2 separate regions of the Rattus norvegicus genome follow, and region 1 is linked to region 2. A link is a contact called in public Hi-C data. All regions are on one chromosome and are shown on one strand. The core of a region is the stretch at or near the end of the contact, and the rest is flanking DNA. Distances in the headings are between cores, read along the strand shown. Region 1 holds the start of Sorcs1 (sortilin-related VPS10 domain containing receptor 1). Region 2 overlaps Sorcs1 (sortilin-related VPS10 domain containing receptor 1).

The links. Hi-C and Micro-C count contacts between places; a contact is called where the count stands out from the background.
Region 1: a Hi-C map of Schwann cells shows a contact between it and region 2, with 5 times the contacts expected there. The contact joins the promoter of Sorcs1 here to the enhancer-like site in region 2. A contact is called at or near these places in 1 of 12 Hi-C or Micro-C datasets (Schwann cells) and 1 of 1 datasets of contacts at active chromatin or transcription factors (oligodendrocytes).

What each region holds. Positions count from the first base shown.
Region 1 is chr1:259,533,551-259,538,510 of GRCr8, reverse strand. It overlaps Sorcs1 (sortilin-related VPS10 domain containing receptor 1), which reads left to right and starts at 3,025. Exons shown (of 26, transcript NM_001191563.1): 1 at 3,025-3,582. The coding sequence starts at 3,025.
Region 2 is chr1:259,252,526-259,257,387 of GRCr8, reverse strand. All of the region lies in intron 3 of Sorcs1 (sortilin-related VPS10 domain containing receptor 1), which reads left to right. Among named protein-coding and RNA genes, the nearest start is that of Sorcs1, 280 kb to the left of the region's middle. Within about 2 kb of position 3,092, at least 27 of the 93 cell types and tissues checked have an H3K27ac peak or open chromatin away from gene starts, as enhancers often do. A contact at or near this core is called in Schwann cells, where this site is marked.

The DNA of each region.
Region 1 (4,960 bases), core at 1,776-4,275, 280 kb before region 2:
ACTCCGTTCTTAGTGTTTGTAGCATTTTATTAAGGAGGATATTTATTTTAATACTAAAAATTTAATGCAGCAATATCTAAGGAAGCTCTAGTTGATCTCTGCTTGTCTTTGTTTGTTTGTTTTGCTTTGTTTCAGGCTTCCCTTTAGAGTGGAATCTATTGGGTTCTGGTTCTTTGCTCTGTGTCTTTCCTTTCCTGGAGGAATTTCTCACTCGTTTACCCAGATTGGAAAAGAGGTTAACAGTATGGAAAGAAAGCATTAAAGAAATGATGACCCTGCCTTGCTCTGAAATCTTCTCTATGGGAAGGATCAAGACTACCTTGAGACAGTGCTCTTGAGACAGTGGCCAGGAGGCCTGGGGAGGAGAGAGCACTGTTGATCCTTGGTGTTCTGTGGAGGCTATTGCCTGCCAAAATGTGTTTCTCTTTTAGCAGAGTCTGTATTTGCACAGTGGTGGCACTTTTCAAAGAATCCTTGTCTTTTATTAGCAAGAGGACACGTCTAGGCACCCAGCTTCGATTCTTGGTATAAACAGCTCCTGTGTGTGTGATCCCTGGCTCCTTTCATTATAAGAACAATACTATTTTCATTAATATTATTTATTTTGTATCTATTTGTCTATTTATCTACACAAGGTCCCACTCTGTAGCTGAGACACATCGCAACTTGACTGTGTCCTATCCTATGCTTGACTACGTGGAGACCATCCTAGATCAGTCTCTCAGGTGCTAGGAATCCTGTGAGCTGTAGGAACCATCATGTTGTGACATCTCTCTGGAATAGATTTTTATCACAAAGTTGTTCCTCTGGAGCATCGTTAGGGAGGTTTCATTAACTGAAGATTAATTGTCGCTGTGTATTACTTTCAAGTAGGGCTCATCACAAACTTAAAAATTTTCTAGAGTAAGATGAAGATTCCAAATGCAAAACTAAACAAAAATCAAACTGCAAATGGGAATTGACACTATTTTATAACATCTGTTTATTCAATCCATAAGTATTCCTTCAATAATTTCATAATCCTCATGTACTCAAGAAGATATTATTTAGTGCATGGAAATGGTAAAAAGATTCAATGGCATTTTGAAACTTGAAATCAACTAACAATTTGAAAAAAGGCTTGGCTTTTGAGAAACTGCAATTTCCAAAGTCCTCTCACTTACTATAAATCATTCCCTCAATTTCTGAACAGTGGCAGGGGATCTTGGGTAGACTGATATTATAATCACATAATTACAGAAGTTTAGGATCACAAAGGATTTTAAAGGTCATCTAATGCAACCACTTAATTTAATATGTGGGAAGCTCAATTGCCCGAGGTCCCACAGCAAACACCAACCTTCAAGCACTGGCTTGCTCAGGGGGATCTGAATGCATGTGTTAGCAACCCTGGACTAGACGCAGAAGCATACAAAGCCTTTCCTGTATTTGTTGATGGTCAGATCGATAACAAACTCACAACACATACCCACCAAGCCAATCACCTACAGTTCCTACCATTCAGTGCACTGTTCCCAAACACTGAGAACAAAATGGCAAACAGGTCACTTCTTCGGAGTTAGTTTCCCTTTTCCCAAGGAGTTCGTGGTCTCTTAAGGAAGCCAAGTTGTATACAGCTCCAAAATACTTGGGGAATCTTCACTTTAATTGTGCTGTCAAGTGTGACTGCTTTCAGTACCTGAGAGCGCTTAAGAAAACCTGGAAAGCCTGAGAGACACAGCCAGAATACAGCAAATACAGAGGCGAATGCCAGCAGCAAACCACTGAACTGAGAATAGGTCCCCTATTGAAGGAATCAGAGAAAGAACTGGAAGAGCTTGAAGGGGCTCGAGACCCCAAAAGTACAACAATGCCAAGCAATCAGAGCTTCCAGGGACTAAGCCACTACCTAAAGACTATACATGGACTGACCCTGGACTCTGACCTCATAGGTAGCAATGAATATCCTAGTAAGAGCACCAGTGGAAGGGGAAGCCCTGGGTCCTGCTAAGACTGAACCCCCAGTGAACTAGTCTATGGGGGGAGGGCGGCAATGGGGGGAGGGTTGGGAGGGGAACACCCATAAGGAAGGGGAGGGGGGAGGGGGATGTTTGCCCGGAAACCGGGAAAGGGAATAACACTCGAAATGTATATAAGAAATACTCAAGTTAATAAAAAAAGAAAAAGAAAAAAAAAACCTGGAAAGGAGTCTAGGAGGAATCACAAAGGGGGTGGGGGGACCTCCCCAACTATACACACACACACACACACACACACACACACACACACACACACACACATATAGACTGAGCAGGACACACACACACACACACACACACACACACACACAGAGTTTATTGCAGCACTCTCTGCTGCCTTCTGAGATCCTCTGCAGGCTGGGGCACACAAAGTAAGGACTAGATGCCAACTCGCCCAGTTTAACAGGGAGAGAGAGCAAGAACCCACTCATCTTCTAAACTGGAAAAGACAAGAAAAGGAGAAGAGAGGGGGAACAACCAAAGAGTAGAGAAGAGAAAACAGGAATAGGAAACCCTTCACAGCGCCTGTTCAGGGAGCAAGGAGCTGCTCGTCCCCAGAGGAAGGGTACTCTGGCTGCTTGCGGGGACTCTGCGCTCCTTGGGGAGGGTCGGGGACAGCACAGCCCGCGCCCGCCTCCCTGTACACAGCGCAGCTCGCCGGCGGGACGCAGCGCCCGGAGCCCTGGCAGAGCCCGCCCTCCCTCCCGCGTCGCCAGCCGGCGCGCGGCGCCCTCTCTGCCCGTGACTTCAGTTCGGCTCCACCCCCGCGCAGCGGCGGCGGCGGCGGCGGTGGCTCGCAGCTCCGTCCCAACCCGCGCGCTCCTCACAAGCCCAGCCTGGGCGAGCGGCAGGCACCTGCCCGGCGCCGCCTCCGCGCGCCCCGCCGCCGCCCAACTTGGATGGAGTTGTGGTCCTGAGCGCACACCCTGCCGCCGTCAGCCCAGTGCCTCGCTCCGCTGCCTGCCTTCGGTTCGGGACCCCCTCTCCGCTCCTCTCCGCTCCAGAGATGGGAAAAGTTGGCGCCGGGGACGGCTCCTCGGCCGCGCTTAGCGCGCTCCTAACGGGAGCCGGGCTTCTGATGCTCTTAGCCCCTGGCATCTGCAGCAGCCTTTCTTGCTGCCCTCCGCAACACCCTAGCTCGACCCCACGCTGGACCCTTACCCCAAGAGGCTTTTCTTACCCCGGACCGCTGGGTCGGGCTCCTGCCACGCCCCCGCCCCTCTTCATGAGACCCCTGTTCGCAGTGGCCCCCGGGGACCGGGCGCTGTTTCTGGAGCGAGCTGGGGGCAGCAGGGTGTCAGTGGCGACCGCTTCACGCTCTGGCCGTAGGAGACGGAGTGGAATGGATCCTGAGAAGACTGAACCCGGAGAGGGTACGAGTCGGAGCCGCCGGGACATGCTAAGGGATGGAGGGCAGCAGGGGCCTGGGACTGGCGCGCGGGACCCGGACAAAGCCACTCGCTTCCGGATGGAGGAGCTGAGATTGACCAGCACCACATTTGCGCTGACTGGAGACTCGGCACACAACCAAGCTATGGTCCACTGGTCTGGCCACAACAGCAGCGTGAGTAAAGTGGAACTGTGGGCAAAGGGGTGAGAGAAGGAAAGGGTTACCATTCACTGTGAGAGCTGGTGGAGAATTGGGGGAAAGGGGTTTCTTTCTTGGGAGATGCTGCACAGTGAAGTCTTCCCATCTGGCCTCCCCCCAAGAGTTAATGGTGCCTACTAGGGAGTCCCCACCACCACCTTCAGAGTCTTCTCCAGATCAAAAGGTTCAAACTGGAACGGAACAGGCAGATCTTTTTTATTTCTTCAATGACACTGGAGAGTGGAACTGAAGACCAACTGTGGGGGTGGTGTGTGCGTTAAAGTATTTTTAATGCAGTGCTGAAAGGGTTAAATTTCCAAGCCCACTGAAATTCACTGAAGGGACATTTCCTTACCTGATAGACTTACTGGGGGTGCACGGAGAAGTCGCATCTGTGGGTTTTTTATTTTATTATTATTCAGAGCTCCTAGACCCTTGTTCCACCCCAGAGAAGGCAAACTGCAGTAGGATATAAGGTGCCCTTTGGTATTAGGATCTATTTGGGGACCAAACGGATGCAAGTTTCAGTGCAGAGGCTTCCCAGCATCTCCTGACAGCATTAGCAAGTGCATCTTGAGAGTCAGGCTTTTCTAACCCATGAAAGGGCAGTTGTTCTCTGGCATGGTCAGCCTGGGGAAGATCAGATAGATAGATTCCAGTGACAACAACTCCCTGTTTTCCCACCGACTGACCTCCTCTAGGGAGGAGCTCAAATAAAGATTTGAGTTTCCCTTTATGAAGAACAGGACGAGATTTCAGTCGCTGAGAAAAGATTTAGGGTGCAACTCACTGTTTCTATCAGGAGCTTCCGATTTTCAGAGAAGCCTGTATGTTTGAAATCTGAGGAAGCTACCCAGTTTAGCCCAAACCTAGAAACTTCAATGCGCTGAAATAGTAACGAAGCAGCTTTGATGGTAATAACTGAAGATTTAAAAGCGCGTAAAGTTCTTTAGACTGCCGTGCCATGAACCATGAAGGCGAGAAGAAAAGTTAAAGGTTTATAAAATGGGGATTGGGGGTTAGGTGGGGGTGGGGGTAGGGGGAGGATCTCAACTGCAGCTTCCATCCCCTGATGGAGTTGTGTCTGTAATGTGCACGGTGGCTACAACATGGTACCTTTGAAACTGTTTCCAGGAAGCTTGCCAACAAGTGCCACTTCACTGAGCTGTGTTCATTGTTGGGTTTTTAATGAGAGTTGAGAAGGTTTTGAAATATACAGTGTCATGCATTAGGCGGTCTAGCCTACCCTCTACTGAGGACAGCCCCTGATTTCTGTCTATTGCAGCCTTCATGTGGGGCTGCTGCTGGAGGTTCTCAGAAACGGTTTTAATCAAAATCTAAAGTTGAAGCAATT
Region 2 (4,862 bases), core at 1,843-4,342:
ACCGACTATGCTTGGATGGAGTCAAGAAAGTCCCAACTTAAGAAAATGAAATCAAGCTTGAAATTTGCCTTTCTCTAGTCAACTTAGTTTCTTGGATCTAAGCAGGTTAAAGCCAGATCAAAGACACTGTCCTCCTCCATGGAGAGAATCTCTTTTTCCACCTTCCACCTTCAGAGCCACGAGCAGTCTTAGATCTGTAAAGAAATTGATCCCCACAGCTATATTCTCATGGCTTCACTACTTGAAATTTTGCAGACTTACAAAAATTATATTTCTAGGAGGGTTTAAAATTTCTCAAGGGCCACAAATATTTAGTTTTATTCCCACCTCCCAAGCCTTGGTAGGAAACTCTAACATGAGTTTGAAGCTGGCTGCCTCCTTGGAGAGTCATAAATACACCTAATCACCAATGAGACAAATGACAGCACATGTGATTAAGCTGAGAGGATTATGCAGCCCCAACCATTTGGCTGTATTTGTTATGAATACAATCTTTAGCCCAGAATTCATTATCCTCTTCCTCCTATATAAACCCAACTCAAGGGAATCACAAAGACATTTGAAATAAATATGTGCGTGAGACCTGGGTGAGAATTGGACGTTACTCATCTGTAACTGTTTCACTGTAAGCTTCATTGCCTTACGTTTCCTTCTTAATTCCCTTCCTCCCTGCTTTGTCTCCTCTAACATTATTTACATCAAAGGGAGAATAGATAACACAAACACCAGACTACCTTGTGTGCTTACAATGTCATAAGAAATAATCTTTGAAATGGACATGTGTGTACAGCCAAACATCTCTCCTTGCAAAACTACAGTGAGGTAAGAGGAGTTATGACATGGCTTTGTCGACCCAAGGTTTAGTGGATAAGCCATCTTGAAGTGAAATGTAGCTTTTTTGCATTTCTGGCCAATGTTCCTACCATTGTGGTTCATGGTTTTCTAAATGTACCCTGGTATGCATGCCCAGAGGGCTACCTTTCACTTGTATTTATGTAGCTCAGCACTGATCCCTCCAGAGACCTCCAGTAATTATGATAGGATACTTAGTAATCAGATATGAGGATCTCAGATAATATACAAAGCACAGAGAGAATGGAATGGCCATGTGTTTTCATGTGCTGGGTCTGCTTGTGTAAAGCCATTTAGCCTTCTCATCTCTTCAAAGTAACAGCTGTGGCAGCTCCACAAGATGAGACCAATGCTTTCAGAGACCTGAAAAGACTCCTTATAAGTTTCTACTCCAGGCCTTACTACTGACCTATAGGAAGAACTCAATAATTGAAATAACTTTATGAGTAAATGCATAAAATAGCAAAAGACATTTGGTGGTCATGTTTGCTTTCTGGTTCCAAGTTTACAGTTGGGGATGGTAATCACCATAGACTTTTTATGGGAGAAGGAGCCCTGCACTATTTTCCTTCTCTGATTCCCTCTCCTGGTTTAGTGCTGAACTGATGGGCCAATCAGTTATCTCTGTCCATGCACAATATTTACCTGTGCCCAGAGGCAAGAGGTCTGATGGACCTGGCAAACAGCAAGTATCTGCTCTGAAGTAGCCTCTGTTGTTTGAATGATGTTGCTTCATGGATCCACAGCTGAAAAGTTGACTTTTCCTCATTGCATGGACATACTGGGTAGGCTGTAATTGTTCTTTCCTTGTTTAGCTTTGCTCATGGGCGCTGATTAGAACTCCCGTCCCAATGTTACCTTTACCTTTTATCTTTGACTTGTGCTTCTCAACGGGGGAGGAAAGAAGGAAAGGGTTTTGCTTCTCAAGGTCGTGATCATCATGAAGTGCAAGCTATGAAGTTCAACTGCCAGGACCTTCTGAGAGCTTTGTCATGGGATCGGGGCTAATGCAGAAGCAAGAAACTCCGAGAGGATGAGGATGGTCTTAAGAACTGCACTGCAAAGTTGATGGAAATAACCCCAGGAAGGGCACTGGTCAGGGCACATGGCTAATAACTGCAAGAGTTGGCCACCCAGAGAGTTCCCCAAGCTTCTTGGAAGGCACATATTAAGCACATATTACAGAAAGCTATAATTTCCTTTTAGGCACAGTCATTTCTCTGGTATGTATAGCAGTTGTCAGGTGTGCACAGTGAAAAGGTAGGTGCCGCAGTCCCACTTTCTTAGCTGTTTGTACCCTGCACTATAGCTAAGCCTTTGGCCTTTCTCAATACGCACAAAAATGCTCACTCAGGATATGCCCAGCACCCTTTGTCAGAACTGATGGAATCGAGGGGCCAAATTGCTACTAAGTTCTTAAACCATACCACATATAAGCAACATCCTAGTTGCTTGTGACAACACAGATTGAGAAGCTCTAATCCTCAGGAATTCTAATAGAATAACTCTGACACTCTGCACCCTACCATTTCCCCATGTTCTCCAGTTCTCCAGTGCATGCAGGAAGAGCTATATTTATTTTCCTGTACACAGGAGGCACACTGAACTGACAGGAAGGCATTTTTTAATTGTTTTTCTTTTTTCTTTTCTTTCTTTCTTTCTTTTTTTTTCTAAATTGTAAATACAAGTGGGTAAGGTTTTTAGCTTCTGAAGTTAAGACTTCAGAGCTAGCTGCCCTCTACTGGACAACATAGGATCTGATTTGAAATTCAACTATTGCAATTTGTACCTTTGACATAAATTCTTTGGCTTATTCTTTTTCTCCCAGAAAGACAACTGTATTGAATATTTGACTTCTGGATAGGATTGAGGTCAGGGAGTGCACGGATGAGCACAGCTGTAAGGAAATAGGATTCACAACCTGTAGGAATGAGGTAGGAAAATGGAGTGTTCAGGCAGCCATTGCCTCTTTGTTCTAATAGCTAGGAAGGAAAGACAGAAGGAAGGAAGGAAGGAAGGAAGGAAGGAAGGAAGGAAGGAAGGAAGAGGCTGGGGTGAATAATACTTAGTTAGTATGCGGCAAAGAATGCTTACAAGCTACAAGTGTGCAGAGTCCTGGGGAGAGTAGGACTACAGTGTTTTCAAAGACATTTATTTGTTCAGCCCCTGGAGGAGGGCCTCTTGGAATGTTGTACTCTGAAAGTTCTGCTCCATTATCTCGGGGCTCTCACGTCATTCCTTTGCACAGCAAGTGGCTGTGTCTTGGTATGAAACACAGGCATCCCACACAGGCTTATTAGAGGCAGCTATTCAGAGAGCCCTTGAGAAAGAAACTTTAACAATACAAAACACATGTGGCGATTTAGAAAAAAAAAGAAGAAGAAGAAAACAGATTCGGGAACAACATTCTAAACTAAGGCACTGGGGAATTAGTAAAAAGGGTTATCATCGCTTTAAGTTCAAGCTGTTAAGAATAGTGTTTTATATGATTGTAGTTATTTCTGTTTATTCTCATTAAATTTGGCTTGGTTTTACCATGCTGGGACCAAGCCCAGGACTTCAGTCCAGCTCCAGAAAAAAGCAACTGTTCATTAACTTTTTTTTTCTAATGAGCATGAATCACCCCGGCTCTGTGTTGCTGGTCCCCTCTTCCCTCAGTATCTCCAATCTCTGCTTTCAGTTCATGTTACTAGTCTAAGACCCTCTCCACCCTCCTTGCTTATTTGACAAAGATGGGAGAGGTTCAAGTTCACTTTTAAGTTTATTTTATTATTAAAGATAACTTCTAGTTATATAACCTTGGCAGATCTGAAAGCTGCTGTGTTAGCCAGGCCGGTCTCTAACAGAGATCAACCTACAATTAGCCTCACCAATGCTTGGATGAAAAACGTGTCATTATATCTGGCTTAAAATTTTATTTTGATGGTGAGTAAAAAAAATTTTCTAAAGTCAATGAATTATGACTGAATTTGATTCTCCCATCTCCTTCAAATCAAGGAAACATGGTATTCATCATAGACATCTTTTAGTCCACCATCCTATTGCTTCTCCTACCCCAATCACAAACAAGAGATGTGCCCTAAATTAAAGTAATGAAAGCAGACACCACCAACAGTCGTCCCTCATTGTGAGAACACATATGTGAATAAAGTTGCTTTCCCCTTTTCAGAGAACCATGTGTCCATGTGAGCCCAGCAGACTCTAAGGGTGTTTCTGCTGCAGGAGAGCTTATGAGTTGTCAGACATAGTGGAGATGAAAGCACAATGCCAAGCCAATGCCCGGATCAACCTTTTTCTTTGTACTCAGTGGTTCAACCTCCCTCTGCCCTCGTGTTGCCAGAGCGGGGCTGTCACTCATTTCCAGTTTGCAATTTGGCTGTCCTGTCTTTCAAGTTTCTTCACTGACAAGTGGGATTAAACATGGCTAGCAGAGAGAGCCTGGCATGATTAGGAAACATTCCCAGGAGACCAGCGCAGCCTGGATCATGCTGTCTTCTCGAAAGGGCAATCTGGTTACTACAGAGCATCTCAGCCAAGAAAAAAGCCAGTTCCTTCATGGCTAGCATTTCCTGCCCCTGCACACAAGGTCAAATTTCACTTCCACTGCCTGCGGGCCTGGAGGAGCTTTTGTGTCTAGGACTTTTTATTTGATGAAAGATATTTGTTGTAATTTGTCTTTATTTTGATTTTTGATATTTTGATTATTGATTTTTCATCTTCTTGAATGCTAGGCAAGCATTCTAACCCCTGAGCTTTATTATGAACCCATTATTTTATTTTTATGTTATATATGTATGCAAGCAACAGATGAGAGACAGCTAGGGAGCGAGCCAGAATGAGGAGCACAAGAACTGAAGCATGTGTGTTCCCAGGAGAAAGAGAGGTGGGGAGGGAGGAGGGGAGAGAGACAGAGAGATTGGGGGGGGGGCACACTCTTTGGAATACAAAAAAGAGAGACCAGGCCAAGACAGTCCAATCCCATGACTTGGCTGGAACCTCATAGCTTGCTC